2 separate regions of the Hordeum vulgare genome follow, and region 2 is linked to region 1. Evidence: chromatin contacts called from public Hi-C data. All regions are on one chromosome and are shown on one strand. The core of a region is the stretch at or near the end of the contact, and the rest is flanking DNA. Distances in the headings are between cores, read along the strand shown. Region 1 holds the start of LOC123449463 (cell division control protein 48 homolog E). Region 2 holds the start of LOC123449464 (ras-related protein RABF1).

The links. A called contact is a pair of places that touch in the nucleus more often than the background predicts.
Region 2: a Hi-C map of seedling shows a contact between it and region 1, with 3 times the contacts expected there. The contact joins the promoter of LOC123449464 here to the promoter of LOC123449463 in region 1. A contact is called at or near these places in 1 of 6 Hi-C or Micro-C datasets (seedling) and 1 of 1 datasets of contacts at active chromatin or transcription factors (embryo).

Annotation. Positions count from the first base shown.
Region 1 is chr4H:552,778,065-552,782,373 of MorexV3_pseudomolecules_assembly, forward strand. LOC123449463 (cell division control protein 48 homolog E) reads right to left here and starts at 2,137. Exons shown (of 9, transcript XM_045126700.1): 1 at 1,988-2,137; 2 at 1,724-1,886; 3 at 794-1,022; 4 at 1-411. The coding sequence starts at 2,031.
Region 2 is chr4H:553,141,422-553,146,174 of MorexV3_pseudomolecules_assembly, forward strand. It overlaps LOC123449464 (ras-related protein RABF1), which reads right to left and starts at 3,395. Exons shown (of 8, transcript XM_045126701.1): 1 at 3,180-3,395; 2 at 2,737-2,810; 3 at 1,579-1,662; 4 at 1,384-1,478; 5 at 1,092-1,197; 6 at 611-700; 7 at 436-522; 8 at 1-46. The coding sequence starts at 3,204. The coding sequence ends at 8.

The sequences.
Region 1 (4,309 bases), core at 887-3,386:
TAATTTCTGGGCCATTGATCAGAAAGAAGAATGCACCTGTTTCATTGGCAACAGCTCTAGCAATAAGGGTCTTGCCAGAGCCAGGTGGACCAAACAGCAATATGCCCTTTGGAGGCTTCACGCCAATAGACTTGAAAAGCTGAGGGTGACGCAGTGGGAGTTCAACCAGTTCTCTGATCTGGGCCATTTGCTTCCTAACTCCACCAACATCATCATAGCCAACATCGTCAAGCCTCTCCTCATCCTCCCTCTTAACAGGCTCACCATCACAGAATATCTCAGTGTCGGGTGCAACGATGCAATACTCTGCAGGGTCTGTCTCTATAACTTTGAATTCCACACTTCTCATTCCTCCCCTCACAAGGAAAAGATCTCCCTTCCTTAAAGGACGGTAAGCTTCAAGGAAGTATGCTGAAAAAATAGATGAATACACTATTAACAGAAGGGCTGCAGGGCAAGGCATTTCAAGGTTCCTTATCAGCAGCAGCGTCAAAAAACTGTAGCATAAGGTACTATGGGTTTCTTTATTTCTATGAAGATAGTTCAGAGGCTAGACTACAATACTATATCATGGGAAAATTAGCAGTTTTAGTATGACAGCTGAAAACTAAATGCGAGTGCCCGCAAAAAGGATCCATTTACACTCATAAACAAAGGTGTTAGCTTTTCAAGATTGTATAAACAAAGTTGCGAACAGCTCACTAGAACCCAGATGATATGCTAAGCACTGGAGGTTAACTGACTTGACCATGACAAATGATAGGAGAATATCTCAGTGATAAAGAAATCATACGTTTCAAGAAGGCATCAAACAAGTTTCCAGTAATGCCTTCAACTGTGTCATCAATAGGAAGTATGTGCACACGCTTGCCGTATTTCACGTCTGGGCATTGGTGAACAGACACCACATCACCAAGTCGCACTCGCAAGTTTTTCCTGACGGTCTTGTTCATTCTGATTTTTGGCTCCTCACAAGTGTCATCTGCAAGCACAATGCAGATTGTATCCTTCCTTTTCTTACCCTGTAAGACAGTGATCCTAAATGTCAGAAGCCATGAATGAAGTACTAGTAGTTCGCTTGCTAAAATAATAGTAACAATTACTCCCTCCGTACCTAAATACTTGTAGTTGTGGAGAACTAGTCTAGTTCTCCCGGACTACAAAGTATTTAGGAACAGAGGGAGTATAATATGCAATAAAGAAGCATCCAAACTTATCAAACATGTTCCACTCTACGTCTAGCCCCACAGAATCATGGAACGCTATAATTATATCAGCCAGATGATTCGAACACTTTTCCTTATAATTATAATTATAAAAATACCAACTGCAGCAAACATTGCGGTTTCCATGGTAAACAGAAATACACATCAATCAATATACTACCATATTCCAAACAGGGGTACCTCAATTACATCATGCAATGCAATGGAACTGTTAAGGAAATACTAGTGTATAAAGGAGAAAGCTTTCAACTCCCAGGAGTCCGCAGTTAGTAACTCCTCACCCACTGGTATTAATTAAGTTATCTAATCGGACCAACGAGCTAAGTTATCTAATCGCATACTAGATATACCAGCTATCTAGAGCCCAGTGAGTAAAGAAGTGTGGCCAAACACACCTTAAATTCACTAGATTGGCCACTCTGTCTAGCCAGTAAGTAGATAATAATAAAGTAAGATGAAGTGATTAGAAACTCGGAGGCCTGGGACATGGCGCGCACCTTGAGCAGGACGGTGTCGCCGCGGAAGAGCTGGAGCCTCTCCATGGTGTCGGGGTGGAGGGCGACGACGGAGTTGTCGTCGTTGGTGGCCTCGTCGACGACGAGTCGGTTGGGGGACTTCTTCCGCTCGAGGATGGCCGTCGAGTAGTCCTTCTTCGACTTGCTGCGGCCGCCCCAAAGACAAATCAAGAAATCAGCAAAACAATCAGCCAGATCGGGAAGCGTGGGGGAGGATAGGAGCCCTAGATCGGTGCGGGGTCTTACGGATCGGAGGAGGAGGCCTCGCCCTGCGGCGTCGGGGCGGCCATGGCGGGCGGATCGAGGGTTCGCCGGCGCCGCTGGGTCTCGGCGGTGGAGCGGTGGATGATTTCCTTCGTTCCGGTGAAGGAGGCGGGCGAGATGGAGAGAGAGAGAGAGAGGGGATTAGTTGGCCATTATTTATAGCTTCTTTCGTGCGCGGAGGGGTTTGGGATTTTCTGCCCCTCCGCGGCTCGGGCTCCGGTGCGGGAGTTGTACACGGACGCCATGACGTGCGGGTCCGGGACGCCCCTGGCCCGCCTGGCGGGGTCTGTGAGGGCTCCGGGCCTGAGTCCCGCGGGGCCATGCCGGAAGGCTCTGGAAGGCGTGGTCGCCTCGTGCGTGCGGAGGAAACAGTGGTTTGTTGGGCGAGGGCGAGGGCGATCGGATGGATGCGACGGAGATGATCTCGGTCGACACGTTTGGTATCTTCACAGCATCTCCAAGATGATGGTACTCTACAACGGTACAATTAAGGGCCGAAATAACTGCGGAAATTGCCTTTGGCTCCCGAGCTCCATGAAGACCTTTAAATTTAAATTTTAAATTTCATGCAAATTTGCATTTTCATATTTCAAAAAATTCTGAAAAAAATACATAGATAGATGAAGGTATAATACACAAGTGTGTAAATTTTCAGAACAAAATACGTTGAAATGAGGGCTGTGCAAAAAAGACAAATCTAAAACTTTTTAACACATGTTACTATTCATCATTTCAGACCATGAATTTGTCTTTTTTATACAGGTCGCGTTTCAAAGTATTTCGACCTGAAATTTTGCACGTACAAGGATCACATCCTTGTTTAGTTGTATATTTTTTTCAGATTTTTTGAAACTAAAATTTTTGAATTTTGAATTTTTCAAAAAATTCGGCCTTCATGGCTCCCGGGAGCCAAACGTCCGTTCTCAAATAACTGTTCTTACCTTGTCAGTCATGTTTGTCACAAACTGAACTCTACACGTAAGTATTTTACGATTTGATTTTTTTACAACGCCATGGATGCTGAGGTAGGTAGCGTTTCTGCCCTGGCTCATTCTCAGACCGAGCACGCGTTGCTCGCTGACGTGGCAGGACAGAAACGATGATCTGGATAGCGTTTCTGGAAACGCCAGGATCAATGACGTTTCTGCCCTAGATTAAGTAAGTCGAGCGGGGTCGCGGGTGGTACCCACCACTCACGCTTTCTTCCTCGATCCACAGGCAGACGAACTGCCCTCCGCCCCTCGCTCCTTCTCCACCAAATTCAATCCTAAACCTCCATTTTTGCCATCAGAAGGAGTAGATCGGATCTTCCCGAAGTTGCTTGGAGTATTCTCTTTCCGTTCCTCCAATTTTTTCCCAGTCAAGATTGATTATTATAGATGAAACATGGTGAAACCCTAAAATTAGTTGTTTGTGTTTTGTTTGTTGCTAAACTTATTATGTTGAATCATAAGATTATTCTCCATGGTGAAACATGGTGTACCCTTAAAAATGTATTATGTTGAATATTAAGATTATTTGTTGCTAGACTTATTATGTAGAATGTTTGAGGCGGATAAGTATCCCGGCCTTGATGATTATTATGAGAAGAAGTATTGTGCTAGTGGAAAGATAGAAGGTAATTATGTATCTACATTTTTTGATTTTCATATTGTGACAAGTTGAGACAAGTAACAAAATTGTGTTTTTTTGTTCCACCATTCTTCGACTGAGGGGCCACAACCCACGTGAATCTCTCATATATGACCGTCGCTACAAGCCTTATTTTAGAAGAAGGGATCTTCTTCGGTTTGTGCTCAACTTTAAATGCACAACACCATGGCTGAACTTGACGGCCATTACTGCCCTTACGGGCCGTTCGGGGTCGGAGATGCACTCTTTCCACTTTGCTCTTGGTGAGATGACCATAACTTTGGAGGATATTGCGATGATCTTCGGGCTACCGATCAAGGACAGGGCTCTTACCGGGAAGGTGAAGCCTGAAAGATGGCGGCAACGGGTTGTAGGATTGGTTGGTGTTGAACCGCCACCGTGGATTCATGAAACCAAGAAGGATCCTAGGCCATCCGGTGTGTTGTTCTCATGGCTACGAGAACATTTTTACGAGTGCCCAGAGGATGCATGTTCGGATGTTATGGAGAGGTACGTCAGGGCTTACTTATGGAATCTTTTGACCCAAGTGGTGTTTACATATGGCACGGGGGACACAGCCTCGCGGATGTTCTTGGACCCTCTTCGTAATTGGGATGTTAAGTGGAGTTGGGGGTTGGCGGCACTAGACTTCTTGTACCGTCATGTAATGCT
Region 2 (4,753 bases), core at 2,145-4,644, 360 kb after region 1:
TTATTTATCAAGACGTTGTTGGCTTGGGCAACCTCTTCGCGATTTCCTGTCCCATGAACAAAATATTATTAGGTGTGTTGACGACAACAAAAAAAGTACACATATGAATCGTTTGGAAGAACATGTACGTCATACTGTCTGCCAAAATTCAACTGAGAACGAGCATATCAAAATGAGATGGTTATGGATTGACACTGATGATCTGATGCAGTTTCTTTCCATTTGATGATTGATCCTAATGATTTGTTTCACGGGAAACTTCGAAAATTCAAGGAATTCAAGGATATATTATGCTGCTTCCTACTAGCATGATTGCTTTGCAAGAATACCAATAGCAATTATCAGTTTATCAGTGTTTGTTATGTTGCTAACTTTCCTTGTTTCTTTACACTTTTGCATGACGCAAAGATAAATAGCCTACTCTTGAGGGCATACCTCAAATACTTGATTTATATTATCAGATGTTTTTGCTGACGTCTCCATGAATAACATACTGTTCTTCTCTGCATACTCTTGTGCCTCCTACAGAAAGTGTACAGTGTCCTCAGATATTTCTAAAGCACATTAAATATTTATTATCCCAACTTCACTGTTAAGTGTAAAACAGTACCTGAGAAGGTACGCTTCGACTTTCATGTAGATCAGCTTTATTACCAACCAAAACCATGACAATACCAGGATTACCATGTTTTTGAAGTTCCTGCAGGATACGAAATAGAAAAAGCAAATTATCAATACAAACAATTCAGTCTCAGACAAAAAATAAAACAGTGGGAAGGATAACTGAATTCACAACTCTATGATAGTCCAATATAATCAACAAAATAAGATGATAATCATATTTGCAAGGTCCGCGCAGAAGTAAATCGCAAGCACTTCGATTATGCTCACTTCCAATGTTGTTAAGTGGTAATTCTTCAAATAGAGGATGGTAATCTCCAATATATTTCTAGTCTATCAGCAGTCTTACGGTACAATACAGGCCTTCATTACAGTAGAGTTTTGAGCACATATACAAATCCAGCACTGAAGGAAAGACCAACAAAATCGACATGTAAAACATCAGAATAAAGAGGCTTAGCATTGATTACCTTCACCCAATATTGTGCTTTCTTAAATGATTCTGGGCTAGTTATGTCATAGACAACAACCGCAGCAGCAGCTCCTCTGTAGTAAAGAGGTGCCAAGGCAGCATATCTAAAATTGAAAAGTTATCACATTAGCCCTGATTTATTGGTTGAAAAAGAAATGCAAGTGGGTGCAACCAAGTAAAAAACTCATGCGACATATTACTAAGCCTGTGGAGAAAAGATAAACAATGTTCTCACTTCATCAACGACATGATCCTAACGTTATAGGATAACTAGAGCACCAGATATGTACCTCTCTTGTCCAGCAGTATCCCAGATTTCAAACTTCACTATTGTCGAATCCTCCAACGCCAATGTTTGTGATAAAAATGATGCACCAACAGTTACCTAAAATTATTTACAAATAAGTTAAAAAAAACAATGGAGCCTGTGGAGCGAGGGAATTGATCTAAGGTGGAAGTAACATTTTCATTTGCAGCTCAGTCACCTTGGAAGTTGGATCGAACTGACCGCGAACAAAGCGAAGAACGATGCAGCTTTTTCCAACACCAGAGTCTCCGAGCAATACCAACTGCAGCATGAAGACAATGGAAACATCAAACAGAGTCGTAAATTATAATTAGGCACAGTAAAATGTGCCAACAATGCAATGAATGGGTTGATTGACATAAACAGAGTGCGCAATCATCCATATGCATAAATACGAAGCAACTACCAAGTTTGCTAACTTTCTAGTTCATTTCTTCTTTTTGGCTCAGGTTTTTGCTCTCTTAAGTAGGTTTGCTAGTTTCTGGTTTGTTGTTCTTTTGGTACTCTGGTGCAGAAATATTTCTGCTTCTGTTATATCAGACGTCCCACTATCAAGAGAGAATCACATTCACAGAATGAACAAAATAGGAGTCGCTCTAAACAACAAGACTACTGTAACATATTTTATATAAAATGAGAAAATGTTTCACACAAAGCATGTAACTGCAACAAATGGTAAAGCTTACATCCCATGTGGATTATATTGATTGCAATAACATGCAAACAAGCGTAATGCAGCACCTTGGTCATGGACTATGCCTATTAAAAAAAACACACACACACGAAACAAGCTAAATGTATGCACATATTGGAAGCATGAGTATTACTCAGAATAGTGGTACCGATATGCTCATTAGACCACAACAATTGTGAATTAATTAGAGCAGTTGACAGCCTTTTATTTCATTCGACATTCGCCACAGATATAAACAAATTAGTCCAGTACGACCGAAGATATCCTACATTTCAAATATTGAGCTGAGCAATTACATATTTCCCACCTTGTATACTAGAGCTTCTCCACAATAAAATTATTTCATGTTTCACACATATGCCAGAAAATATAGGTGTTACAGTACAAACAAGTAGACAATACAACCGCAATTAACATATTTCTAATGTATTTTACTGAAGATTGCAGGGGGGGAACTATGTTTGGAATGCTGTTTCAGGGATTTCGTATATCTGAATCTGGAAAGTGGCCATCCTGTCTATAATACCGTACCGTACAATGGGGTGGCTCTAATGTCGTACGAATGCACAACCACAATACAATTGCTTGTGCTGATACCGCAAGCAATGTGAATAAAGGCAGCCAAAAGGATAGAAGGAGTACCTTGGCACGCAAGTCGTTTGAATCGGTGGCGGAAGAGCTACCGTTGATATTGTTCAGCCCTCCAGTGCTTCTAGCTGAAAGACAAAAATAGGTGTGTGCTCAAACATGACGCTAAAGTGAGCAAGCGCCTAATTCTTCTGCCCCAGCTACAAACTCTCCCAATCCCCACTGATACGCACCCACATACCGACCGCGGACGCACCGCTCCAAGCAATCATACAAATCTACCACTAAGCAGCGCTCCAAACCCTAGAAACTAAGAAAATGTGCGTGCGGCCGAACGACCGACGCCGTGGCCCGGGGCGCTAATCGAGGTCCAAATTAAACCCCCCACAGAACATCACCGAACCTCCGACCTAAGCTCGGGCGACCACAGCAGCGGCATCAGAGCGTGCCCGGCGAATCCCATCGAGAAGGAGGGGCAGAGGGGCACGCGAACCGACCTGGCGCGGAGGAGGAGCAGCCCATGGCCGGCGCCTTCGGCCGGGTCCGCGCGAAGTCGACGGGGAGCGGTGGCGATCGGCGGGGAGGGGGAGGGGGCGGATCGATCCGGCGGTTGCGCTGTCCTCCTCGGTTCGCTCGCTCGCTCGCTCGCAGTCGCAGGCAAGGCACAGTTCGTTTGTTGGTCCGGTCGAGGGCTCTGTCTGTCGTCGTGCTCGTGTCGCACGAGATGCGATGCTTTGCTGCTCGGGGAGTCGTTGCCCACCCGGGCTCCGTCTGTCAGTCTCACGCCGTGCGGAATCCAAGTTCCTTTAATTGTTTCTATTATTATCCGAAATCTATTTTTGTTTTTGAGTAAATCCGAAATTTATTATGCTTGACTAGGTTTTTTCTAGACAAGCTTTTTTTTAGAAAACTCGCCAAGCTTTATTGATTCAATAGGAATATTTATAGATACAACTTTGGGTCATTAGGATTGTCAAACCAAATATGTCTACCTAATCCTAGATTACAGGAGAACTTGGCGAGGTTATCAGCCTCGAAATTAAAATTTCTACGTTCAAAAGAGGAATAACACATAGGGAAGCTAGATTTGCACCCTATTATTTCATGAATGATAGCTGCATGAGGGTCACCTATCCCTTGGTTGATATCGTTGATCACCCCTTGACAATATGAAGCCACCATTATCCTCTCAAGACCGAGATCCTGTGCCATAGAGATTCCCTGCATGCATAGGTCTCCAAAATCACTGGATCAAACACACCTTGAAGGACTACAGCCGACGAGCCTAAGTAAGCTCCCTAGGTCACGGCATACCGCAACAACCGCTCATCTATATTTGTTCCTTGCCATCGCTCCATCAACATTGATTTTTACATAGTTCTCTCGAGGGGGGAGCCACCTTTCCACGGCGTCAACAGGGTCACGAACAATGGGAGGTTGTCGTGTGCCATTGATCGGAGTTAGCCCCAGATCATGGATGTAGGAATTCACAAAAGCTACAGTCTGCATAGGACTATGAAGATACCCTCATGGGTCGCTTTCCTTCGTGCATACCAGATTGACCATAGAGTCACCGCCAATTTAGTGATTAAGTCCAGTGTGTCATAGAGCTCGAACATCCAGTGTTTAGCTCTAGGCTCCTCATTGTCGACCATTTTTTCCACCATCTCCTCATCTGATAATGCCCAGACACTTCTAGACATTGTGCAAGAAAGAAGCGCATGTCTCCATGAATCCTCACACCCACAGAGGGGACAAGCATCTTGGGTGGACATGTTCCTATGATGTAAAACATCGGTCGTAGGTGGCGAGTGCCTAGCGAGTCTCCACGAAAAGACTTTGAGTTTTGATGGCACCTTTCGACTCCAGAGGGACGTCCAAGATTTTTCTTCGACTTCGAAAATCGATGAACCTCGAATTCCCTCCAGCCAATTCTCTCGCTGAAGCTTTCTTTTTGCTAGGAACTTGTAAGCTGAACTCACCGAAAATTTACCCTTCTTGTCCGGAGCCCAGGCCCAAAAATCCTCCACATTGCTGGTGCACACCGGGATTTTCAGAATAGCTTCTGCAT